Regions from separate parts of the Mus musculus genome. Here regions 1, 2, 3, 4, 6 and 7 are each linked to region 5. The links are chromatin contacts, called in public HiChIP or PLAC-seq, Micro-C, capture Hi-C and promoter capture Hi-C maps. All regions are on one chromosome and are shown on one strand. The core of a region is the stretch at or near the end of the contact, and the rest is flanking DNA. Distances in the headings are between cores, read along the strand shown. Region 1 holds the start of Osbpl9 (oxysterol binding protein-like 9). Region 2 holds the start of 4933424M12Rik (RIKEN cDNA 4933424M12 gene). Region 3 holds the start of Podn (podocan). Region 4 holds the start of Cpt2 (carnitine palmitoyltransferase 2). Region 5 holds the start of Cc2d1b (coiled-coil and C2 domain containing 1B). Region 6 holds the start of Eps15 (epidermal growth factor receptor pathway substrate 15). Region 7 overlaps Scp2 (sterol carrier protein 2, liver).

Region 1 (3,613 bases), core at 799-3,298, 580 kb after region 5:
TAGGATGGCCCTAGACTCAGACCACACAAATTTTGGGATTTGAAGAGTAACTTAATTCTACAGTGCTACTAATTACTCCATCATGAATATGCTGGCTAGGATCCATAGAGTTTGCTGATTATCACATTTAGTGAAATTTGATATTATTCTTTATTTATCTTAGTCGTGGGATTTCATAATTCTTCAGTTTTTCAAGATAAAATGTGTAGTTGTTCCTTTTCCATCTGACATAGTATGATGTGTGTGTGTTTTTTGTTTTTTAATATATTTGGTTGGGGGTTGTTTTTTGGTTTTGTTTGTTTTGGGGTGTTGTTTGTTTTGTTTTGAGACAGGGTCTCTTTAGGTACACTGACCTGGCTTGACCTTAAAATTAAGAGGCTACATATACAAGCTACTGTATTCAGCTTTGAACAATATGTTTGTGTCTCATTAAAATTTGATCCTTTAAAAATTACGTAGAAGAGAGGCTAGGAATGTGGGTCAGTGGTAAAGTGTTGACCTAGCATTTTCGAGGCCCTGGGCTCCATCAAAAATAAAAATAATAAAGACACAGAGAACATAAGTTCATATCCAAAGAATGATAAAGGTGACCAACGCTTGTAGTTTGGCAGACCTGCCTAACAGCATGTACTTTTCTACTTCCTGTAGCAAAAGAGAAATTTAATGGGAAGCCTGACTCCACCACTTACAGCTGTGTATGTGATCTTGAGCTAATTACTTAAAAGCCTGGAGTCTCAGATTCCAAAACTGTAAAATGGGAGCATTAAATGGGAATAATGAATACCTACCTTGCAAATTTATTAAGAGTAAATGAATTAAGGTGCCCACTAGACTACACTAAAAGCTCGAGAAGAGAGGCAGCGTCTACACAGCTGTCGATTCTTGCTGGAATGAAGACCCGCAGGACAGGAACTCAATGATATTTTTAAATGAATGAATAACTATGTGTCCCTACTTCCCTCATCCACACTAACTCTTCTCCCATAATCGTATTTCTTCGTTTTTCTTCTATCATTTTCTAAAGCCTTCAAGACATTCTATATTTTGTCCTTCTGGGTGCTTTTCTTCTTCTCACGGGCTATTATTAACAATACAGCTCAAAGAAAGTGGCCCCGTTAGTAATTTCTCCAACACCGCCCACCTTCCATTTCTAATGCGAAGGAGGTGGAAGAGGCGGTCAGAACATAGGCTCCACAGCATTTCATCTACCTACCCTGGGCCACTAACTCGCGTCAACAACAGCGAAGTCGGTCCTCTCCAGAACACAACTTTCAGGGCAACTGCACCATCTCTTTCTACATCTCCGCAACCAGAAGACTCGCGCAGAGGGAATCCTCTGCTCTCAAAAGTTACGGAGTCCGTTACACTCGTGCCCCGCTGGAAAGAGGGGTGCATCCCCACAGTAGGACAGCCTTGCTGGACAGACTGATGGGATTTCAGAGCCCACGGTGTGGACGCGGGTCACCTTTGGACCTGGCCAGGTTCCTCTGACCACTGCTCCGAGAAGGCAGCGCTCTTCGAGCCCTGGAGGGAAGCTAAGGGGTGCGGCCAGTGCCCGGGCTGGGGACAGGAGAGACGCACAGTGTGGACAGCTAGGCTGACCTGCCACACCGGGACTACGCCCACCCGTACCTCGTCTCAGCGCAGACCCTACCTAGTCACAGAACCACTCCCTGAGACACCCGGCTCGCCCCCGGCCCATAAATCAGCCGGCCGGCGCTGCTCACTGGCTGGGTCCGCATCTCCCTTCTGGTCATTGGCTACCCGCACGCAAAGCCCTCCTCCACAAGGGAACCTCGCGTACGGCGGTCTCTCAGCGGAGCACCCCCGCCCCGGCTCCGCGTAGCTCGCCGTCCCAGCAGCGCGGCCTCAGCCACTCACCGTGTAGTAGGAGAGCAGCCCTGCATTGTAGTCCAGCACGAACCAACGATACTGCCATCCCTTCATCACGTTAGTCCATTTGCTCAGCGGCCCTTCCACGATGGACGCCATCTTGGGAGCCGCCAATGACAACAAACGGCCTGACGTCAGTCGCCTATATGGCATTCGGCATGCAGGGGGCGGGGTCTCCGAGAGCCTAGGCGGGACCAGGGCGTGAGTGGGCGGGGCCAGGTGCGGCTCCTCTGTGCAGCTGGTGGACCCACGCCCCTGGCAATCCTAGTCAAGCATGCTTTGTTTCTTTCTCTCTTCGCCTATTGTGTATAGGGCGGGCTGTTATGGAGGCAGAAAACTGAGAAAGCGAGCGTGAATATTTAGATTATTTATCCAAAACAGGCGTGAAGGTGGATACCTGTAATCCCAGCACTTGGGAGACCAGAGGATCGGTAGTTCAAAGCCAGACTCAGCTAAGTAAGACTGACAAAAAAAAGAAAAGAAAAAAAGGAGAGAAGGAGAAAAGGGGAGTGGGGGGACAGAGAGACGGAGGGGAGGGGGGTTTAGAGGTGGGTGTAAGGGAGGGAGGGAGAGACAGACAGACAGAGAGAATAAGAGAAAAACATCTTCAAGAGGATCTGGAGGGTAGGGGAGCACACAACTGCCTGTAACTCCAGGCCATCAGAACTGAGGGTACCAGCACTTAGGAGCAAATATTCCCACCCCACTCAGACATACTCACTAAAGTACATATAACTAAAACTAAATTTTTTTTTTGTAAGTTCAAGATAATCCTTGACTACATAATGAGTTTGAGAGTAGTGGGTGCTACATAAAACTTTTTTTTAAATTGTAACATAAGTTTTGTTGGGTTTTTTGTTTTTTTTTTTTTTTTTTTTTTTTTTTGGAGACAGAGTCTCTTTTGCAGCCTTGGCTGTTCTGGTATTTGCTATATATAGGTAGACCAGGCTGTCCTCTAACTCACAGAGATCTGTCTGCTTCTGGGCTTGGGTTAAAGGTGAGAGCCACCACACCTGGCCAAAGAATTCTATATTTAAGAACCTAGTGATTGGGAAAGCTGGAGAGATGGCTCATCATCGGGTAAGCACTGACTGCTCTTGCAGAGGTCCTGAGTTCAATTCCCAGCAACCACAGGGTGGCTCACAACCATTTGTAATGAGATCTGATTCCCTCTTCTGGTGTGTCTGAAGACCAACTGTGTACTCACATACATAAAATAAATAAATAAATCTAGAAAAAGAAGGGGAAGAAGAACCCAGTGATCCTCTTTTGGCCTCCCTGGCCCCAGACATGTATGTAGTACACAGATATGCATGCAGGCAAAAAGAACTCATATACTTCTTGTTTTGTTTTGTTGTTTTACTGTAGAGAAAAATCTAGGGCTTTGTGCATGCCAGGAGAACATTCTACCCCTGCTATATTAGTCAGGGATCTTTAGAGTAAAAATACTTACAGAATGAATATATTTGTGTATATATAGAGAGATCGATAGATATACACACACACACAGAGTGGGATTTATTACAGGATGTGATTAAGCAAAGACAACAATGGCTGCCTATGCATAGAAAATCCAAGAAACTAGTAATTGGATGTCTCAGCTAGCTAGTCTTCTGTGTATGCCAAAATCTGGAAAGAATAGGCCCTAATGCCAGTGAAGTAATGGACTTGCTAGCAAAAGTGAGAGACGTAGGCAGAAAAGGAGAAAGCGTCCTTCTTG
Region 2 (3,468 bases), core at 102-2,601, 840 kb before region 5:
GGAGAGAGAAGGGGAAGAGAGAGAGAGAAGCAGTAAAGGAGTAGAGGCCGGCCATAAGAGAGGAGGGAGGGGAATAGGGAGAGAGGGGGAGGGGGCAAGAGGACAGAGGGAGAGCAAGAAGGCAAGAGCAAGAGAGAGCAGAGGGGGTGAGCAGCCCCTTTATAGTGAGTCAGGCACACCTGGCTGTTGTCAGGTAACTGTGGGGCAGAGCTTAGACAAAATGCTAACCTTTTACACCTGCAAACTGGGGGCAGTGGGTTTTCATGGACCGCAAAGCCAGGGAGCAAAGCCAGGGGGCTATTGTGGATCAGACTCCCATCCTGGTGATCGCTAAGAACCAGCTGAACTGCCCCACTCTCAGGACCCTCTTGCAGATCAGCAGGAGAGACGTCCTCTCCCTCTCGTTTACCTAAGCTCTGGTAGAAACACAGGCCAGGTCAGGGGCTCCCGATGGCCTGATTACAAGCTGTCAGTGTGATGGATGGGACAAATTAATCACAGACATGAAGTCAGAACGTACCTAGGAAACCTGTTCCAGACCACAGTCCTTGACTACTGTTGCTGGAGTGGCTAGCATGAGCCACACGAATGATCAACCACTCTCAGGGCTCTTGGAAGGCCCAGGCCAGAATCCTCACGGTTTCCTATCCGGCCCCTAAGTTCTACCCATCAGCCTTTGCTTGGTCACCTGAAGTGATCTCTCAGACTGGCCCTGGACTCAGCAGCCTATAGCCTGATGCCTCAGAGAGTCAATAAATAGTTCCTGTTGGTGCTAGGAATGGTCTTAGCACTTGGGAGACTGCAGCAGAAAAATCAGGAGTTTACGGTTATCCTTAGCTACATAGCAAGTTTGAGGCTAGCCTAGGCTATGAGCAGTTCACCTCTACCCGCAAAAGAGCTCTTGAGGGTTAGGTGTGTAGGCCAGGAGTCTGGGTTGAAGGCTCAGCCTGTGGGGTAAGGCTGCCTCCTACCACTGCCACTGTCCGATATCTAATAGGTCAGGAATGAGTGGGTTTCCAGGCTTCCTCGGGGACGCCACTAGCAGTGTCACACTTGAAACAGTAACTACCCATCAAGATCAGCACTGGACTCAGCCAATTTACTCCCAGGCACACAAGCGTCCCCGTTACTCCAAAATCCCAGAGCTGGGCAAGATGTCTGTAACTCAGAACTTGAAAGACAGAGGCAGGAGAATCCCTCTAAGTTCAAAGCTAATCATGAACTACAACCTTGAGCTATGTAGTAGGAACTATATAATCAGGAAAAAAAAAGTGTTCCTCTTATAGGGGCCTGAGCCTAGAGCCTAGGACATTCAAAGCGGACATTCTACCGCTGACCTACATCCTCAGACATTACAAAGCTTCCGGTTTCCCTTCCCGCTGTGTGTGAAGTCCTCCGTGCCGTCTGACCCACTTTAACTTTCTCATTTGTTTGTTTTCTGGCTTCCCCTCTGGAAGCATTGCCCCATGAGGGGAATGTGTGTGTTATGGCTGCTTTCTTACCTTTGCCTGTGGCACTGTGCCATGCGCAAGCGAGCTCAAGCGTTAAACACAGAAAGAATACGAGGAAGAACACACAGCAGGTGAGGAAGCTTTGGGGAGGGGGGGATCATGCAAAGGAAGAGGGTGCAGCTGGAGGGGGTGGGGGGGTGGGGGGGGGATCCAGTGTGCTCCTCAGGAGGCGAACTCAGGGGAAACACAGCAAGAGACAAACTGAGACAGGCCTAGAATGCCAGCCCAAGGCTTGGAGGATGATGGGAGCCATGGCATGCTTTAAAGGGGAGCAGGAGGTGCTGTCTAGGCTTCGGAGACTCTCCTGAGTGGGAACAATGACGTTAGGGGTCAGAGTAGACCCAGAGTGCCTCGGGAAGCCAGCAGTCAGTGAGGCAGGGAGGGATGCAGGCGTTCAGCTGTAGGCATGATCCTGGGACGGGGACAAGATGGACTCAGCTTCTTCCTGAGAGGCTCCAGGCTGCCCATCTGCCATGAAGGCTTCACCTCAAAGGGCTGCTCTGGGCACTTTGGGGCTGGAGATCCAAACCTGGCTCTGTTTTACCACCACCCTAGGGGACAGGGACTTTCTATTTTATAGCAGGAAGTTGGAACCAGTGTGTGCTCATTACTGTCTGCCACACAAGTATCAAAATGCATTAATCTTATGGAGAGGTTCCAACACCAGAGCTGGGGCTGGGCCTAGGAGGTTCAGTCCCATGGACGAAGAAGAAGGCAGCTGGCATGACATAGACAATGATCTGTGTGTGTGTGTTTCTGTCTTTCTTCCTCTCTGTCTCTGTCTGTCTCCGTGTGTGTGTGTGTGTGTGTGTGTGTGTGTGTGTGTGCGTGTGTGTGTGTGTGTAAGGGAACACTCAATGACAAGTGTCTTCTTTGGTAATTCTCTCTCTTGATTTTGTATCAGTGTCTCTCACGAAACCTGGAGCTCACCAGTTTGGCCAGAATTGCTGTCCAGCAGGTCTCTGGGACCCTTCTGACTCCACTCCGGTGCTAAGATTCCAGGCACACGCTGGCTGCACCTGTCTTTCATGTGCACACTGGGAATTGAACTCAGGCCCTTGGGCTTTACTAACCAAGCCATTTTGTCAGCCTCAGAAATAGATTTGTTTCATAGGCAATTAACAAGGTGATATTTTTATCCCCGATGTACAGGCCAAGCATAAGGAACCAGGCAACAGAGCTATGGGAACCCGGGGTCAGCACAAAGGAAGAAGCAGGCTGTCCTTCTGTCCTTCAGAGACCTGACAATCCCTAGGCCTCATTTTGTAGGAAGGTCCTAACTGAGGGGTCGAGCTGGCCCAGGCCTTACATCACCTTCAGGAGCTGAGCCTCCTCTGTGCAGAACCATAGGCTGCCACTTTATTCTTGAGGGTTGGGGTAACAGCGGAGGGGCTGGGGAGGGGGACGACTCTAAGTCCTGAAACACAGATGAAAAACGTGAGGCCTGGAGAAACCAACTAGCTGTGGTTCTCTGTGCAAGTGAAGGATGGGACCAAATCTGTTATGTGGCGATGTCCTTGGGCTTTTGTCACTGAGGTCCAGCCCTGTCCCCGTGGCTGAGATCATCCGGCTGCGGCAGATACCTGGATCAGAACTACTCCGAGAAGCAAGAATTCCCGAAGTTCTCTAAGGCTGTCCTCAGCCTGTCCTTGGGGACACTGCAAACGTCAGCACAGGTGTTCAGTCAGGAAGTGTGGGCAGGGCATTCATTTATGAAGCTTCGGGAACTTCCTGTTTCCCAGCCCCCCCCCGCCCCCCACCCCCTGTAAAGCTCTGTCCCTTTGAGCCTGTGTGTCTAAGGAGACAGTCCCAGTCCACAGATGGTAGTGGGCCAGCTCTGCACATCCTTGGCTTCCTGCTCCTCTCAGGAACTGGAGCTCTGAGTCCAGGCTCAGCCCTTCAGCCTTGTGGGTCTGAGCCTGGGTTCCCAGAGGCCTCAAGCCTTCCTCCGCAGGAT
Region 3 (3,231 bases), core at 209-2,708, 590 kb before region 5:
AGGGCATCAACCACCATGGCAGGACGTTAGTGATAGAGGGTCGTCAGGGTTCCAATAAGTCATGATCAACACTCTTTGTATGGCTCCAACAAGCCTACAGGTGCCACCTCCTACCCAGGATTCAGACGGAAGGGACAAAGAGTAGCTCTCATGGTGCACAGGTCATTGACTCTGACATCTGACACTTCTTACCTTACACACCGAAGACTGGGCCAAGGGCTCCGAGAGTGTACGGAAGGGGGCAGAAGCCCCAGACCAGTCATTGATGACTTTTTCCAGAGCAGCCCGGGCCCTTCCCAGTGGTGTTCGCCCTGTGAGCCCGGGATCTGGTCATTTGGGCTTTTCCAGGGCAAAAGGGAGAGGTGGAGAAGGAAAGGCCTACCCAGGGGTCTGCCCAGCAGACCAGGTGCCTCTTCGTGCCAGGCAGAGCGCGGTTGCACCTCCCCCAGCAGACATGCAGGCTGCTAATGCTCATCCTCCTGCCACCTCTTGCACACCTGCATCCTAGCCTGGGCGACAGCCCTCCCTGCACGCCTTCTTCAGCAGCAGCTGCCTCCCAACCCGGGGCCCCAGCACTGGAATCCCAAGCCGACCCCACCCCCTTCTTCCACCTGACTGCAGGTCAGCTATTCCAACTCACCCATCCCGGTCCACCCCAACCCCCACCCTGCACCAGGCTGATAGTGGTTCTGAGACCCACACAACCTGGGGACGACCGTGCTCCTTGCCCTGTCCCTTTCTGTGTTCCGCTGGAAGCAGCTGCCTAGACGGAATGGTCGGAGTGCAGTGCCCTGTGTTAGTTAGACTGCACCTAAACTGCCGAAACCAAGTTCCGCTGCTTGACTGTGCGCCTCACCTGCCCTGGCTCCCTGGGGACTGATATCTGCCTTTCTGTGCTTGTTTCTGTATGTAAAGAGGTCGGTGTTGGACTCGGTGAAGCCCCCGACAAACTGACGTGAAAAGACGCAGGATGCCCTGGGTCCCAGTTCTCGGTGCAGAGGTTCAGGCCCCTTCCCAGTTCCACCTGCCCCCACAGTCCCTGTCACCCGCCCGTGTGCCTCCACCTCCCCTCCCCATCCGCTCGCAGATTCTTTCCAGATGTGCGCAGCGGGAGGAGCCCGAAGGCAGGGACTGAATATCGAGTAAAAAAAGGGTCCCCTGCCCCTTGCTCCGGATCCCGCAGGGGGGCCGCCACCCCATATGGAGGTGTGCCTAACCGTGCCCCTTGCGCGGGGTCCGCCCGACAGGGTGGGATACGGCGATCCTCCCCTATCGCGGCTGTGGCAGTGGGAGCACGGCGGGATGTCAGAGAGAGCTGCCCGGGCGCAGCCGGTGGCCCGTGGTCCCTCGGCTCACCGGCTGCCCGCGTCCTACCTGCCGCTGCGCGCCGCGCCGTGGGCGGAACAGGCTCGCGGGTGTCCGCTGCGCTCCGCGGGCGCCGGCTCCTGTCATTCAAGTCGAGCCGTGGGCGCAGCGAGCCAAGTTTTGTTGTGGGTTCTCTCTCCCCGCCTCTCCCCCGGCCCCCGCCCCGCGTGCATCTGCCGGACGCCGGCCTCTCCCGACACAGGCGCAGGGTCCCGCTGGGCGCCGAGAGGGAGGGCCGAGCCCACGGCGCCGGGCTTGGCGGGGGGCCCACTTCCCGGGAGCTCGCGCCGCCGCCCCGGCCGGCCGCAGCACCACGCCCCCAACACCGGGTGCCTCCAGCGCACCACCTCCGCCTGCCAGCCTGCGGGCTGGGACCGCACCCAGGCAGGCCCCCCGCACCTGAGGAGAACCGAGAGGGCTCCTTCCTTCCAGTTCCTCCGCGCTCAGCTTCTTCCTCAAGGAGTTTGCAACCTTCCCGGGCACAAGTACCTTCCCTGTTCCCTCTCCCACCCTAGGGTCCGGAGCATGGCTAATGCTGCGTCAGCCAAGACCCTTCTGGACCCCTTCCTGTCAAAATTCCTCCTTCTCCTCCCCACCATCCACCCTCACTCCACTGGCCCTGGGCCCACAACTTGGTGAACCTTGAAGGAGAGTTAAACTGGACCGGAGTCTTCAAGCACACAGGTTCTAGTCGCGGAGAAAGCAAGGGACTGAGCAGGGAGCACTCCATATTGCTCCCAGGAGCTGAAAATGGTTCCAAGCACAGGCACATTAAGTACTAGCAGCTGAAGCAACACTGTTTGGCGCCAAGGGCTTCGTGGTGGAAAGGCGGGTGAGACTGGGTTTGGGTGCTACTTGGCACCTCTGCTGTGAAACAAACCTGTCTTCTACGTGCTGTGGCCTTTGGGCAGGACCTACTTGGCTCTCGGAGAGGGATAAAGATAATAAATCAAATGTGGAACCACTTGGCCACCTAAACTGCCGAGACCCTAAAGGGCTCTGGTTAAAGTGGCTGCAGACCTTTCCCTCCTGTGCTGCCAGGCAGTCAGTTTATATCTCCATGCATTAGTCTCTAGTCCTTACAGCCCTGCAAAGGAAGATTATTTCCCCATCTAATAAGTAAGGATGTGGCCTGTGCTTGGCTGCGTAACTAACATCATCATTCGGAGCTGGGGTTCTGGCCCATCTACCCATTGCAAAAGTCGTCTGTGATGCAAACAGGCAGGTAGGTAGGGATAGAGCCTGTGTTTGAACCCACAGCCATCTGTTTCCATTACCCATCACTGAAGAACTTAACACGAATGGGAAAGGGAAATATTTTGCCTTCTTTGGCCTCAAATTCCAATCTTCTCTGAGCTCAAACTTGAAAGTTGGTATGATTCACAAGATTGGACAGGGCCCAACAGAGATGCATCTTGTGTTTTCTGGACAGAGCCTAGATTCAAGTGGAGCTAAAAGAACTGGATTCTATTGGCTGGTTTACCCATGAACCAAAAATCTTCTAGAACAAGAAAAATCAGCACATGCTGAGTGCCAACGAAGTGCCAGGCACTGTCCTTAAACATCCTGGCCAGCCCTGTGGGGGAGGTACGGTAGAATACACCTGGAAGGGTCAGGGTGTTTTAGGGCTAGGCACTTAGAACACTACACACTCACTTCTGCTACCATCAAAACTAGCTCTGCCAAGCCAGTGCCCACACACGTACTGTGTCTGTGTGGTGCTGAAGGCACCAGCTACATTACAGCCTGGAGGGATTGTGAGTGTCTCAGGAGGAAACGGAGGTGACCCTCCGGCCTTCAGAAGGGATGGGTACCCAGCTGACTACCTGTGCACTTCGGCTCCTTCATGCTGCTTCTCAGAGTCAG
Region 4 (3,564 bases), core at 995-3,494, 700 kb before region 5:
GTTTCCTTATCCCAAGGGCCTCCTAATAGTCAGTCCAAAGAGCTGTGTTGCCATTCACCTCATTGAGGACTGTGGCTCTTTAACTGCAAAACTGCAGCCCTAATGGCAAATACACATCAGAAACGAAGTTCTGCCTGACCTCAAGGTTAGGGCTCCTTGCCAAGTGTGACATCGAGAGAGAGTATATTTTACTAGCTCGGAATTGCTGACACAGAAAGTCTCTCATCTAACTCCCACTTCACGATGAAGCACCAGGAACGTCGGCTGCTCCATGAGAGCATACAGTAGTAGGGTGGATTGGTTTGTTTTTTGTTTGTTGGTTTTGTTTTTGGAGGAAAGGGGCTCGTTGGCTTTTTTCCCAAGACAGGTTCTAAAATGTAGCTCTGGCTATCCTGGAACTCACAATATAGATGAGGCAGGCCTTGAACTCACAGCCAGCCTCCACCTTCTGAATGCTAAGATTAAAGGTATGCACTACTACCCTTGACTAGTGATAGTATTTATAATTCCAGGAACCTGCCACTACACCTGACAAGCAATATTATTTATACTTCCAGGATCTTACAGACGTTTGTGCTGTGGACAAGACTAAACTATGTTGAATATTCTTACAGTTTTCCAATTCTAAACTACCGACAGTCCACCTGATCTTAAACCTGGGTAAGGCACAGGCCTGCCTGAAAGTCAGTGCCCATCTGACTCAGCAAATGAAAACTCTCTTTCCCAAGCCCTCACCTTTCCCCTACATATTAATGCAGCTCACACAGGCTGTCTGGAGAAGCCAGGTCACACCCTCATCCTGCAATAGCAAAGTCCCTTTCTCTTTCCCCCTCCGTCCTGCTGAATTCAGATAACCTCACTGTAGCTGGTCTCACACATAAGCACACTGGGTTCTTGCTGAGAAGGCACGGTGGGCAGATGACACTGGGTTAAATAACTGCTGGACACGGAGGAAAACAAACCCCACAGCAGGGAACAATACCATGGTACAATGTGTGTCTTTTCCCGGATGGAGCAGGAAGGATCACTGGCAGCTGGGCCAGGACAGTGAGGGGGATTTGAAACAGGTTTGGAGCTTGGTTTGGGAAATAAACAATGAATGCAAAGACAATTTAGGTTTGGCTTAGAGTGAAGGTAATTTCTATTCTGGCAACCTAGAACAAAGCTGAGAGATCAACGAGAAAACTAGACTCCAGATTTAAGGAAGTACTGGGTATTGGGGACAGGGGGTGACGGACATGGAGGAACACTTATTAGGGCTGTTTGAATAGGTCAGGTAGTGTGGGTGAGGTGTTGGGGACCACCCGAAAGAGTGCTGAGGAAGGTTTGGTGGGTATGAAAAAGTTCTAGGTTAAGGCTGACCTTAGAAGATGGAGCAGAAGATGGAGAATGCTAAAATGAGGATAAAGATGTGCTTGCAGCAACGATGGGACACTACCAGAACAGGTACTGGAAGAGGAGTGGGCTGGGTGTTCTCAGCAACAGGTAAAGGTGAATAGGGGACACTGACCCGAGGGAGACCCATGTTAGGAACTGGCTATCCTCCCTCAATGGGGGTGCCCTATATCTTTAATCTCAGCACTCTACAGGCAGAAGCAAGAGGATCTCTAATAGGCCATCCTGGTCTACAGAGCTAGTTCTAGGGCACACAAACCCTCAAAACAAAACAAGGAATTGACCACCCTAGTAGAAAGGATTCGGGTGATTTTCAGGCATTAAGTGTGTAGGGCTCAGGATAGCTGTCTGAAAGATTAATGGAGCGGGCAGGAGTTTGTAGGATTCAAGATGAACTTGTAGACGGGAGGGTTGCGGAGGAGACTTTAAAGTTTCTGAATCTTCTGAGCCAGGGAATTTTCAAAGTCTCAGGCTTTCCAAGCTGGGGAATGTGACTGCCTCCAGGGCCGGAGGTTCAGGGCAAGTCCTAAGCACCAGGAGTCGGGTCTGGGCCGGGGCCAGGAGGCTGGGCTCACCTGGGCAGGCTGTCCTGGTAGTGCATGGTGGGTACGATGCTGTGCTGCAGATACTCGGCGGGCCCCGAGACAGCACTTAAGGGCCGACTAGGGGCTCCCAGGACAAGCGAGGGGCACCGGGGCCAGTCACGCAACAGCAGGCGCGGCATCATCGTCCCGGGCGGCAATGGCGGCTTGAGGACGCGGTGGCTGAGGGAGTTCCCGAGCAAGCAGGCCGCTGCCCTCAGGCCCGGGACACCCGTAGAGACTTAACGTCCAGTTCAACTCCGCCCACAGGGGCACTTCCGGGCACCGATAGGCGGTGGCCCCGCCCACACTTGGCCTCTCCCAGAGCCCGCCCACATCGTGGCCACGCCCAAGAGGCGGCCACGCCCACCTGGGCCGGAAGCGGTCTCTAAACTATAGTAAGCCCAGCTTCTTGCCCGAAGGTGGCAGGCATGTAACTCTGAAGCTAACCTCTTTTCCTTTCACAGAACTGGATAGAAATCAAAAGTAGAGAAAAAAGAAACGCTGAAACTTGGCATTTGGCAGACCTATCCTTGTCAAGGCTTGGTCTCTAGAGACCAAGAACATTTCAAACCTTTGTCTTCTAAGTAGAGAACAAGATCAACAAACGCCTCCACAGTTCTAGATTTACTGAACAATAGTCATACTTATTTCACCAATATAATTTGTTAGGCAGAATACTTTACTCATACTAGGTCCGTGTAGCATTCCCCAAGCCTGAAGTCTTTGAAGTGTGTGGCTTCGCGGGGCGGGGGGGGGTGGGGGTGGGGTGGGGTGGGGGGGGGATAGGGAACTTTCGGGATAGCATTTGAAATGTAAAGAAAATATCTAATAAAAATATTATTAAAAATGTATAACTGGAAATTGGGGGTGCATGCCTGTAATCTGAAGGAGAGGCAGAGGCAGAGTGTCAAGAATTCTAGCCTATATTCAGCTACATAGCGAGTTGGAAGCCATCCTGGGCTACACGGGACTGTGTCTTAATCAAAACAAGAGGAAGGAAGGAAAAAGAATGTACAGGAACCAGAAATGAGCATCCTTTTTCAGATTGAATATTTCAAAGGAAAAAAACAAAACAGGTTCCCTACCAAGAGGAAACCCTTGTCCTCTAGTTCTGGGTGTCTTTTAGCCTCAGTCCACCGTAGGAGGCTACCTGTCAGCACACATGGGTCCTGAAGTCCCAAACTTTTCAGGAATTCAAAGATTCTTGAACGTGAACATCCCCATCCATCGCTAAACCACCACAGGCAAGCAACATATACCATACCCCTCTGGTCTCTGCCTCATCTGTAGCTAAAGAAGTAATAGGTTCTGCTACCACTTATTTTACATAGTGAATTATTCTCACTTGAAGCACAACAGAATTCCATTCTGGAAACACAACCTTCCTTTAGCTCCAGCTGTCTGTCAGGACCCTGTAGATCTGAAGCAGCCAAGTACATTTTGTCTGTTCCATAAGTAGGTAGGCAGAGCCATGAGCTGGAACACATCCCAAAGGGCACTGGATTTGGAGTTCAGGGGACCTGAGTTTGTTTCTCGGGCTCTGTCCTTATTTAGATGACCAGCAGTTAAACAGGAAACTCACTTA
Region 5 (3,628 bases), core at 240-2,739:
ATTGGCACAATGGTGATTCTTTGCCATTATCCACTTACATGTGGTGAGTTTTTTTTTTTTTTTCCTTCTGCACTGGTCCCTCTGGCCATTATCCACTCTTAACCCTCCTTGTTCTATTATTATAAACTATCTCCTAAATTATACTCTGGCTCATTTGAGTCTGTTATGTGGGAAACACAAGATCTGGGAGCCTGTGGCAGGCCGGAGTGAGAGTCCAGTAAGAGGACAGATCCCCACTGAAAAGGAACTGTTGCAGAATGGGAGATGAAGTCAGTGGCCACATCTCCTGTTAATTTACATACACGGGTATGACTAGGTCTGGGAGGTAGCTGGACTGGCAGGGTGCTTCTAGCAGGAACAAATCTCTGTGTCTCATCGACAGCACCTCAGAAGTCCCAGAGGTGTAATGCCTGCACTAGGAGATGCAGACAGGAGGATCACAAATTCCATGTCATCCTTCACTACAAATCAAATTCAAGGTCAGGATTGAGTACACGAAAGTTTCAAACAAACCAGCCAGGTGGTGGTGGTGCACTCTTTAAGCCCAGCACTCAGGAGGTAGAGGCAGGTGGGTCTGTGTGACCTTGAAAACAATCAAATGAAAAAACCCAAAGCTGTAGGAATCACTATCTACTGTGTATTATTTGTGTGTGTTAATTTGAATGTCGGAGTGCAGGCAGGCCTGCATCTGTGTAGGGTCAGAAGACAACTTCTGGAAGTTGCCTTAGTAAGGCAGTTTATGAGTCAGAGTTCTTACTATGTAGCCCTGGCTGGCCTAAACTAGACCAGCTGCAGGCAAACTAAAGGACTCTGCCTCTGCCTCCCGAGTGCTGAGATTTAATGCATGCGCCACCACGAGGGCTGCAGAACTGATCTATCAGAACTGAAGCCTGCAGTCTCTCCACGAAGTGAGACTACGCACGTGGTGTGGGGTATCTCGGGGTTTGGTCTATCTGCAGGTCAGTTCCATCAATCCCCATATAACAGGACTCCTTGAGGTAGAGGCGACCCTTCAGCTTGCAGGGATGCTCCGGCCTCAGTTAATCGAGGGCTTTGGTTCCTCTAATCTGAAGTTTTGTCCTGCCCTCTGACTAGAAAGGAGCTCTATTTCCCAGAGAGCTGGTTTTCCGTGCCTAAGCTGCACAGACTGGAGGAAGCCGCATCCTCCAGGATCTCAGCACAGGGACGCGGCTCGGCTGCCTATTGGTAGCCAGTAGGACGCGGAAGCGCCGGGGCGCGCGAAGAGAACCAGGTAAGAGGCCTCTCGGAGAAACTACGGCAGGAATGGGGCACGCCTACCGTGGGTGAAGGACGCAGCACGCCACACCTCACGACGCTGCCGCCAGCCGGTATCGCGTTACCTGCTCCAAGATGCCTGCGCGCAGCCGGCCCCACCCTCGGCGTCACCTGTGGGCGCGCCCCGCCCGCTTCCCCGCGCACATGCGCACGGCGACCCGCCGGCTGTGGTGTCACGTGCCGGGCGCCTGCCACCGCCTCCTGGGCGGGAGCTTCCTGTGGCTGTCTCCGCCGCGGCCGCCCGGGGGCCGCGGAAAGCTAGGCGGTTCCGGGCTCGAGAAGGCCCGGTTTTGGTTCGGATCCGCCGCGAGGTATGCCACGTGCCCGCTTCCCGGCGTGTGGACTCTGGGGGCGGCCGGGGAGATAGAGGCGGCTTGGGTCGGGCCGGGCGGAGCCTGGCATCGGGAGGGCCGCGACCGGCCTGCGGCAGCGGAGCATCTCATTCTCCCGAGCTCCTTCACTCCCGCACCCCACCCCGGCTGACGCTTCGCTGTTGACTGCAGTCCGAAATGTGACACTTGGAGTGGCTTACGCCTGTGCGCTCACACCAGGGAACCTCGCAGCCCTGTTGATTCCCGCTCCGGACGCGGGATCGTGTCTTGTTTCTTAATCCCCACGCCACCTCACGCTTCTTCATAGATTTGCAAGATGCTCAGGGCTGAGGTTTCCCGCCCTATATGATCTCCCACTTCCCTGGGCACCTTCTGCATCAACCCATAATGCTTCCCAGTGTCTAACGCCCAAGTGTCTTTAAAGCCTTAAAGCTGTTTCTCTTTCTCCCCTAGTTCATGCCTTCATTTCTAGCCTTACGGTTTGGTTTATGCCTCCGTGGTGCTGGGCGTTTCTTCTCCTTGTGTAGGCCAAGCCAGTTCTCACCTCAGAACTGGTGTCAGTTCGTTTGATTTGCTTGGAGTTCTGCTATTCCCCAGTGTGCAAACTTCATGACTCAGCACAGGCATCGTCCTCTCCTAGATGTCTTTTCTATGTCCTCGATAAGGGGCTGCCTCTTGCACCCATTGTCCCTGCAGCTGCTCTGTGGTCGTTGTCTGCCCATGGGTCTGTTTCCTTGAAGCCTGAGGTAGGAGCAAATGAGTTCCTTCCAGTGCTGGACAGGTGGTGCTACAGTACCCGCTGACCACTTGTGACACCTTTCAGAGGATCTGAATACTGAATCAGGTGCAGAGTGCCCACGGGAACTGATGATGAGAACGATCCATGCCTGTGCTGCCCAGTGGTACCCATTAATCAGATTCACCTACTGAGCACTTGAAATCTGTCTGGTATGACTGAGGAGCTGAATTTTTAATTTAAATGTAAATAGACACATTATTTGCAGAACAGACAGCCTGTCCTGGAACTCACTCTGTAGACCAGGCTGGCCTCGAACTCAGAAATCCGCCTGCCTCTGCCTCCCGAGTGCTGGGATTAAAGGCGTGTGCCACCACGCCCGGCGACAGCACTGCTTTTAAAAGCCTTTCCAAACCATTGTACCTCAAATTGCTTCCATAAGTCTGCCTTCCATGGTCACCAGTCAGTTCAGAAATTGTGTTTCCACCCCCACCCCCCATATCCCTCTGTTGACAGTGGTCCCCTGCCTTCCGTCCCCTACCTCTCCTTGCCTCTGTGCTATTAATTATAAAGTGGTGTTTTAGCCCGTGGGAGTAAGTTCCCTAACCACGGGTACCACTGTTGGGGGCCATATATCATCATCTATTCCAGTCTGAGTCTCTTCAACTTTACACCTGATAGGTATCTAGCCTGCCAAGATGCCAGGGCCAAGACCTCGGAAGGGCCCTAAGACCAGTGGCCAGGGTGCTGAGACTGCCAAGCAGGTATGGATGTGGTCTCCTTCACCCCGGGTCCACATGGAGTATGGATCTCTAAACATTTGTGGCTAAAGAAATGGCTCAGTGGTTAAGAGTGCGAGCTGCTTGCTACTTAGTGGCTTACGACCACAGCCACCTCCAGTTCTAGGGGATCCAACGCCCTCTTTTGGCCTCCATCGGCACTGCAGCCACATGCTGTACATACATATATATGGGAACAACTATCATACACATTTATTTTAAAAAACTGAAAAATCAAAACAACAATAACAACAGCAACAGAACCAGTTAAGGTTGGGTTGACTATGAGTAGTCAAAATAATGGACATAGAAAATAAGGTGGAAAGGGGAAGATGGGTTAGTGTTTCCTAGATGTATGATCAGGTTTTGCGTGTGAATTCTGTGAGTGGGTTGGAGTGATGGTTGCAAAACAATGGGAATGTATAATGTTCCTTAGCTTCACACTTGAACATAGGTAGGACAGCAGATTTCATGCTATGTGTTTA
Region 6 (3,622 bases), core at 567-3,066, 660 kb after region 5:
AACCTCAGTTGAGATAAAGCCTCCATAAGACCTCACTGTAGGGCATTTTCTTAACTAGTAGTTGGTAGGAGAAGGCCCAAGCCTGGGTTCTATAAGAAAGCAAACTGAGTAAGTCAGTAAGCAGCACCCCACCATGGCCTCTGCTTCAGACCCTGCCTCCAGGCTCCTGCCCTGTTTGAATTCCTTTCCTCACTGCTTTTGATGATGACCAGACTGTGAGGGAAATAAATTCTTTACTCTTCGGGTTGTCTTTGGTCATGGTGTTTCATCACGGCAGTAGTCACCCTAAATAAGAACCTTTGCAGATGACAATTTCAGGTAAGCGGTTCCTTATTCTAACTAAGTGTGGCAAAATGAAAAAGAGTAAGGTGTATAATGTTGAATACAGGCAGGACAAAGGCCTTCATTTAAGCATATACTATAATGTTATGGTGTTAAAATACATATATATTAAAAAATCTCTGCCACTGGTGAGCTGAGGGGGGTGGTTAGACTTATGTAAACAGGTCATTAGGAGGTTGTTGCCCTCTTCTAGTAAAGTCAACAAAAGAGTATGAACACTAGTTTGGAGAGACAATACTCTGTCAAGAGGTGGCATTTATGACAAAAAGGAATTTGAGAGGAACCGGGCACTGGTGGCACATTCCTTTAATCTCAGCACTTGGGAGGCTGAGGCAGGCAGATTTCTGAGTTCAAGGCCAGCCTGGTCTACAGAGTGAGTTCCAGGACAGCCAGAGCTATACAGAGAAACCCTGTCTCAAAAAACCAAAACCAAAACCAACCAACCAACCAGACAAAAAAAAAAAAAAGAATTTGAGATGGGACTTTATGCACTCACTGTACCTCTGAACTCCACTGTGGCCCTACACCTGCTTTTTTTTTTTTTTTTTTTTTTTTTTTTTAAATTAAACAGTCTAGGCAGGACAGGGAGCAGGCAAGGCAAGCAGTTCCTTCTTGCTCCCAAGATTTTTACTTTAGAAGGATTTACATGCCTTCTTAATGTGATAGCAGGTAGAAAGATTTGTAATCCAGCTTTCTAGTTAGTTTTTAAACTTCGGGTAAGAGAGTTGTTTTGTTTTGTTTTGTTTTTTCTTTTCGGGGAGGCCCTTTTCTTTTTATTTCAGTCAGGGCCTTACTATGTGTCCTTGAACTCACTATGTAGAGCAGGCTGGCATGGAACTCTCAGAGATTAAAGGTATGTGCCACCATGCCTGGCTGGCTTTCACCATCCTCATTTGTATAACTTCTTTCTGTTTCAAATCCCCTATTCACACAATTTTTTAAAAAAGTATTTAGGCCTGGAGTAGTGGTACATCTCCTTAATCCCAGCACTCTGGAGGCAGAGGGAAGTGGATCTCTGTGAGTTTGAGGCCAGCCTGATCTATACAGTGAGCTTCGGGATAGCCATGGCTACACAGAGAGAGACCTTGTTTTAAACAAACAGCAAACAAACAAAAGCATTTAGTGCAGAATCACACACAATCAGAATTATTTAATGTTATTACTACTAAACCGCTCCTGTCATTACTTAGTACCATTACTTTTTTAGTTCCCACAACCCACCTGGACATGGTTCTAATTTCTCCCCGCACTTTACAGAAAACAGCAGCCCAGGAAGAAGGATGGTGGGTGACCTGCCTAAACTCAGGTCTCTGTGGCGCCGCCTCCGCTGACCGTCCACCCCAGAGCCCTATCCGCACCGGGTTTTCCAGGGAGGCCGGGGTCAGGGCCTGGTTCCGCGGCTCAGACTCCCGCTCCGGGCTTTGCGCGCCGCCACGGCCTGTGAGGCCGGCGGGGCGGGGCGGGGCGGGGCGGCGTGAGGAGGGAAGTTGTCGAAGTTCGGGGAGACGCCCGGCCGCCGGCCTCGCCTACGGCCTGTCCCTCCGCCTCCTTCCCGCCCCGGGCCCCCGTCCGTCCGTCCTTCCTTCCCCTCCCGTGCATGATGGAAACACCATGGCTGCGGCAGCCCAGCTCTCCCTGACACAGGTAACGCCGCCCGCCGGTCGGCCCGGCTCGACCCGCCGGGGTTCCCCGGCCCTCCCTCCCCCCCTCCACCGCTCTGGGGCGCTGGCGCGGCGGCTGCCCTCGGGCCGCACGGTGGGAGCGCGTGTGAGGAGTGCGGGCGCCATCCCGAGTCGGAGCGGGAGCGGCGAGCCGGGGCCGCCGCACCCCCGCCCCGGGTCGCCGGGCTCTCGGCTCCGCCCCGCGCGGCTCCCACCCGGCCGCCGCCCCCGCCGCGGGTCTCCGCGCCGCTCTCCTCCAGGTCCCGTCGGCGCTCACCTTCTCGGCAAGTTTCTCCTCCGGGCCTGACGGCCGCCAGGTGAGCTCCGGTGGGGCTCACGCTAGACAGCGGCCGCGGGCGATGCGAGGCTCGACTTCGGCGGGGCAGGGTTCCCTCAGCTTCGCTCTGCTCCGGTCCGCGGGAGCGACGACTGCCGAGTTCCCCTCAGTTCCCTCAAGTCAGCCTGGCTTCCAGAAGTCGCATCCTGTCCGGGCACTTGACCCACTCACTTCTGCTCAGATCCCCTTGCAGACTTTCCCACCCGCGAGGGCGCCGTCTCTGATCGTCGTCCGAGGGGTCATGGTGCCAGCCTTCTGCAGGTGGGGCGCCTCTTTCCTCCCTGGTGCCCGGAACCACCGGGGAGATAACTTTGTCCTGGGACGATCTCGACCAAAAGCTGTTCTCGGAGTCTGTTCTCGGAGTCTCGCCTCTTTATCATCATCATCATTATTAAAATGTTCTCTTCCTTCAGAGCCCCATCCTCGAGGGATACATCTAAACATCACTCACTTAGGAGAACCTGAGTTCTCCGTTTCTGTAAAACCAAGCGTAGTCATCTCAAGACACCCAGGAGGGATGAGGTACCAAACACCTGCCAGTCCCTTTCATCTTCACTGCCCAGAAGTTTGCCTTCTCCATAGCTGGGGGCTGTGTACTCCCTGGTATAAGCCCACCTCAGCCTATCAGCCTGCCCTGTGATAGCTCCCTGCCATCTTGTCTCCTTGGCCTAGATTTGCCTGTACTTATAAGGTAGGGCATGTGTTTGGGTAATAGATTATTTCTATGTTATGATAAAGAGGTTTTGAGGTGTTTCTTTCCAAGAACTTGGAGATAAAAAAGTATTTTCCCCAGGAGCCAGGGTGGAAATTTTATTTACTTATTTATTTTGAGACAGGGTCTCAAATAGATCAAGCTGGCTTTGAACTCACTATGTAATCAAGAATATCAAGAATGACCTTGATTTTGGATCCTTCTTCCTCCATCTCCCAAGTGGACTGTACCACTATATTAGTTTATTCATCGCCAGGGATCAGACTCAGGACTTCATGCTGGCTAGACAGGCCCTGTACCGACTGAGCCATATCCCCAGCAAAAGTGATTCTATATATACTGTATGTGTGTGTGTGTGTGTATTATAGTGCGCACACACACACACACACACACACACACACACAGAGGCATCCCACAGGTAAGACAGCCTTTAGGAATAACCTCATAAACTTTACATTTCCAAATTTATTTCCTGTGGGTCATTGTGTTTTGACTTGCATCTAACAGGGAAGAACTTTTAAGATGGCCCAGTCTTGTCATGAATCTGTTTAGAAGGGTCCTTCTGAAACT
Region 7 (3,524 bases), core at 366-2,865, 560 kb before region 5:
AAGAAAACCAGCCAGGTGTGGTGGCACATGCCTTTAATCCCAGCACTCGGGAGGCAGAGGCAGACGGATTTCTGAGTTCAAGGCCAGCCTGGTCTACAAAGTGAGTTCCAAGACAGCCAGGGCTATACAGAGAAACCCTGTCTCAAAAAACCAAAAAAAAAAAAAAAAAAAAGAAAACCAAAATTGGTACAATTTTTGATATCTTTTTTAAAGAAAAGAAACACATTCATTGTAAACAAATTAGCAAATATAAATAAGCAAAAAGAAAACATAAATCATTTCTAATTTTATCCTATAAAGAAACATCACAGCTGCTATCAATTCCATCCTTTTTCTCTACACAATAGTTTTAAAAGCGAGTATGATGGCTGAGCCTGGTGGTGCACAGCCTTTAATCCTGACACTCAAAGCTTGAGGAAGACAGATCTGTGAGTTCCAGACCAGCCTGGGCTACCTAAGCAAGTTCCAGAAGAGCCAGGACTCCATAAAGACACTCTGGATCCAGTGGAGTGGTATGGACGGAATGGTATATGCATGGAATCCCAACTGAAGGTTCAAGGCCAGCCTGAGCTAACAACTGAGCCCTAGGCCAGCCTAGGTTGCACAGCTGAGAATCTAACCAAAAGGAGGTGGGGACCATCTACTTTTATATCCTCCTGCCTCTGCCTCCCGAGTGCTGAGATTAAAGTGTACATCACCACATCTGGTTTGTCCTTTTCTCTTTCAATAGAGAAAAATCTTTATGTGTGAGTGTGTGTGCACATTTTGGTTTTCTGACATATGGTTTTACTCTGTAACTTAGACTGATCTCAAACTGGCAGCCGCCTCCTGTCTCAGCCTCCCAAGTGCTGCTATGGTTACAAGCAGGAGCATCTGTACCCAGCAACAGTTCTAGCTAAATTTATTCTTAGGGATTTTTACAGTGTTCTTGTTAATAATATATCTTCATTATATTTAATGGCTGAGTTATTACAGACACATAGAAAATATGGTAATCTTTTTATGCTTTTTCTGGACCTGGCTACTTTTAAGTTTTCCTTGTCCATTTAGGACTTAATGGCCTGCAGTAATTTATATATCCAGGGTTCTTCATCCCTATTCTTTCCCTTAACAAAGATTTAAAGTGTTCACTGTATTCACACTGTAATGAGCACCTGAAACACTCAAATGCTTATTTCCCTGGAGGAATTTACATCACCTGACACCACAGTCACCTCTGTTTCTATGTGTGCAGAACCACGGCCCTAATTTGTGTTCTCTTCTTCCTTCCCACTCTGCGTGTGTGTGTGTGTGTGTGTGTGTGTGTGCGCGCGCGTGCGTGTGTATGTTTATACATGAGCAGTGTAACAATAACTGAAGTGTAATTCAGACCCTACAAAATGCACTTTTTCACAGTATACAATTTAGTAACTTTTTTTAGTGCACTCTAAGATGTGTTTGACAGTTAATCTTCATTATCAACTTGACAGGATTTAGAATCATAAAGAAAGACACACCTTGCTGAGTGTTAGTGCATTTCCAGAGGTTTACTAGAGAACCCCCACACCAGATGTGGGTGGCACTATCCCATGTGCTGGGATCCCAGACCAAATCAAAAGGGAAGCGGGCTGAGCACTGGCTCTTCTCTCTGGGCTGGAGCTCTTGGCCGTGGCTGTGCTATGACTCACGCTCCTGCCACCATCCCTCCCACCATGCCCAGACGGTATCTTTCTTAAACCAGGAGCCAAAATAAACCCTTCCTTCCTTCGACAGCTGTGTCACGTACGTGGCCACAGTGATGCAGAGAGTGACTAATAAACAACGTGCAACCTCAACATCACTACTCTCAGAACATTCTCACGTTCTCATGTGAACTAACAGCCCTTGCAGTCAGTCGCCATTTTCTGATACTAGCTTCTGAAAACCACAAACTGGCTTATTCTGAATATTTCCTATAAATAGAACCATACAGTGTGCTCTTTGTGAGTAGCCTGTTTCATTTAACATATTCTCAAGGTTCATGCTGGGTTGTGTATCAGCCAGTACCTCTCTCCTTTCTATGGTAAGATAAGACTCTACTGAATATGGTTACTTGTTTAACTATTTATGTTTCTTGTTGTGTGTGTGTATGTGCATTTTCTGTGTATTTGTACATGTACGTATGGGGGTGCTCACTCATGCAGGCACAAACAGATGCCAGCAACTGATGTCTTTTTCATCTGTCTTCCCATTTCATTCATTCATTCATTCATTCATTCATAGACAGGGTTTCTCTGTGTAGCCCTGGCTGTCCTGGAACTCTCTATGTAGAGCAGGCTGGCCTCAAACTTACAAGGATCCACCTGCCTCTGCCTCCTGAGTGCTGAGATTAAAGGCGTGCGCCACTCGGCCCAGCTTCCACCTTTCTGAGAAAGGTCTCACTGGACCTGGAGCTCAATGCTTCAGCTAGACTGGCTGCCAGCCAGCTCCCGGGATCCGCGTGTGTTCTCTCAGCTTTAGAAGCCCACCCACCGCCAGCCACACTCTGCCTTTGCACGGGTGCTCAGGGAATCCCAGCGTGGGTTCTCGTGCTCAGGAAGTCACGGCTTTACCCACTGAGCAGTCTCCAAGTCCTCTTCTCCTTGTCTTCATTTTGGTTTTATGACTACTGTGGACAGAGGCTCTTCTTCTCTTGCTTGGGTCGAGAGTTAGGAGGGAATTGCTGGATCATAAGCTGCTTAACTCCTCGAGGAACTACCAAACTTTCAAAACACCAATACCCCACAACCCTACTAGCATTGAATAGGGGTTCAAATGTCTCTACATCCTCACTACTGATTCGTATCCTCACTACCTTTTATTAGTCAGTTCACTGGTGTGTCAGACTTTTTCTTAAATAGTTCCTTGGTGTTCCAGAAAGCAGTCATGGGTCTTACAGCAAAGTAGCTGTTCTAGTCAGCACCCACTTTCCTCAGTAGTCATCTCCTTTCAGTACTACGGATCAAACTTGAGCCAGGTTTCTTCTGGGGCCAGTGGCCAGTGACTACTTCCAGATACGTCTGCCTCTGCACAGCGCCCCACAAACCAGCCAGAGCAGACACCAATGCGTCCCAGCAGGAAGATCCAGGCAAGCATTAAGAGGTTCTACCGCTTACCTCTCACTGCCTAAGAGATGTAAATTCATGTGCACGTGCTGTTCCTTCTGAAGAACCAACTGACCCTTTTACAAAACCCATACTCTGTGGTCAATACATCATTTCCCTTTGAAACGGGAGTGAAAGTAGGTAAGAGAGCTAAAAAGAGAAAAACACAGTTGCAAAACTGGAGATCATTTCTACCAAGAAGTCTTAAATGCCTCTTGTGGGAGAAAAAGTACTCTCGGAGTGGACTGGAGGCCAGAGAGCAGGTGCTGCTGGGAAGGCAATGGGACAAAAAGGGCTGAATTCTAAGAAGGCCGGTGGAGCACTGCTGAGGAAGACAAAGGTGGAAATGAAACCTCAGCTGGGCTGCCTCCGCAGAGGCAGAAAATGCATTCACTGACAAAGAGCCCAGACTCCCTTTCTAGC

Evidence for each region. Promoter capture Hi-C pulls out the DNA fragments that hold promoters and counts their contacts. Hi-C and Micro-C count contacts between places; a contact is called where the count stands out from the background. HiChIP or PLAC-seq counts read pairs in DNA pulled down with a chosen protein or histone mark. Capture Hi-C pulls out chosen DNA fragments and counts their contacts.
Region 1: a Micro-C map of embryonic stem cells shows a contact between it and region 5, with 4 times the contacts expected there. The contact joins the promoter of Osbpl9 here to the promoter of Cc2d1b in region 5. A contact is called at or near these places in 4 of 39 promoter capture datasets (the HPC-7 cell line, liver and pre-B cells), 1 of 484 Hi-C or Micro-C datasets (embryonic stem cells) and 2 of 9 other capture datasets (adipose tissue and liver).
Region 2: a contact with region 5 is called in an H3K4me3 HiChIP or PLAC-seq map of bone marrow-derived macrophages, with 5 times the contacts expected there. The contact joins the promoter of 4933424M12Rik here to the promoter of Cc2d1b in region 5. A contact is called at or near these places in 1 of 115 datasets of contacts at active chromatin or transcription factors (bone marrow-derived macrophages) and 1 of 9 other capture datasets (liver).
Region 3: an H3K27ac HiChIP or PLAC-seq map of large pre-B cells shows a contact between it and region 5, with 4 times the contacts expected there. The contact joins the promoter of Podn here to the promoter of Cc2d1b in region 5. A contact is called at or near these places in 2 of 115 datasets of contacts at active chromatin or transcription factors (embryonic midbrain and large pre-B cells).
Region 4: a contact with region 5 is called in a capture Hi-C map of macrophages, with 4 times the contacts expected there. The contact joins the promoter of Cpt2 here to the promoter of Cc2d1b in region 5. A contact is called at or near these places in 8 of 39 promoter capture datasets (the 3T3-L1 cell line, 3T3-L1-derived adipocytes, cranial neural crest and 5 more), 6 of 484 Hi-C or Micro-C datasets (CD4 T cells, CD8 T cells, memory CD8 T cells and 3 more), 8 of 115 datasets of contacts at active chromatin or transcription factors (the NIH/3T3 cell line, astrocytes, bone marrow-derived macrophages and 5 more) and 4 of 9 other capture datasets (adipose tissue, embryonic stem cells, liver and 1 more).
Region 6: a promoter capture Hi-C map of liver shows a contact between it and region 5, with 5 times the contacts expected there. The contact joins the promoter of Eps15 here to the promoter of Cc2d1b in region 5. A contact is called at or near these places in 5 of 39 promoter capture datasets (the HPC-7 cell line, cranial neural crest, liver and 1 more).
Region 7: an H3K4me3 HiChIP or PLAC-seq map of bone marrow-derived macrophages shows a contact between it and region 5, with 2.8 times the contacts expected there. The contact joins the enhancer-like site here to the promoter of Cc2d1b in region 5. A contact is called at or near these places in 4 of 115 datasets of contacts at active chromatin or transcription factors (astrocytes, bone marrow-derived macrophages, double positive thymocytes and 1 more) and 2 of 9 other capture datasets (liver and pancreatic islet).

Annotation. Positions count from the first base shown.
Region 1 is chr4:109,200,224-109,203,836 of GRCm38.p6, forward strand. Osbpl9 (oxysterol binding protein-like 9) reads right to left here and starts at 2,049. Exons shown (of 24, transcript NM_001368727.1): 1 at 1,882-2,049. The coding sequence starts at 1,992. It overlaps Gm46867 (a long non-coding RNA gene), which reads left to right and starts at 1,970. Exons shown (of 3, transcript XR_001784406.1): 1 at 1,970-2,026.
Region 2 is chr4:107,782,335-107,785,802 of GRCm38.p6, forward strand. It overlaps 4933424M12Rik (RIKEN cDNA 4933424M12 gene), which reads left to right and starts at 1,352. Exons shown (of 3, transcript NR_166202.1): 1 at 1,352-1,582.
Region 3 is chr4:108,030,496-108,033,726 of GRCm38.p6, forward strand. Podn (podocan) reads right to left here and starts at 1,459. Exons shown (of 13, transcript NM_172874.4): 1 at 1,375-1,459.
Region 4 is chr4:107,921,345-107,924,908 of GRCm38.p6, forward strand. It overlaps Cpt2 (carnitine palmitoyltransferase 2), which reads right to left and starts at 2,245. Exons shown (of 5, transcript NM_009949.2): 1 at 1,971-2,245. The coding sequence starts at 2,122.
Region 5 is chr4:108,618,467-108,622,094 of GRCm38.p6, forward strand. It overlaps Cc2d1b (coiled-coil and C2 domain containing 1B), which reads left to right and starts at 1,490. Exons shown (of 25, transcript NM_177045.3): 1 at 1,490-1,607; 2 at 3,046-3,128. The coding sequence starts at 3,063. It overlaps Gm12743 (a long non-coding RNA gene), which reads right to left and starts at 1,389. Exons shown (of 3, transcript XR_003955254.1): 1 at 1,300-1,389.
Region 6 is chr4:109,278,459-109,282,080 of GRCm38.p6, forward strand. Eps15 (epidermal growth factor receptor pathway substrate 15) reads left to right here and starts at 1,817. Exons shown (of 25, transcript NM_007943.3): 1 at 1,817-1,986. The coding sequence starts at 1,954. It overlaps Gm40225 (a long non-coding RNA gene), which reads right to left and starts at 1,865. Exons shown (of 3, transcript XR_868003.2): 1 at 1,564-1,865.
Region 7 is chr4:108,056,631-108,060,154 of GRCm38.p6, forward strand. The region is part of intron 13 of Scp2 (sterol carrier protein 2, liver); the gene reads right to left. Among named protein-coding and RNA genes, the nearest start is that of Gm23354, 17 kb to the left of the region's middle. Within about 2 kb of position 1,616, at least 98 of the 459 cell types and tissues checked have an H3K27ac peak or open chromatin away from gene starts, as enhancers often do. A contact at or near this core is called in bone marrow-derived macrophages, where this site is marked.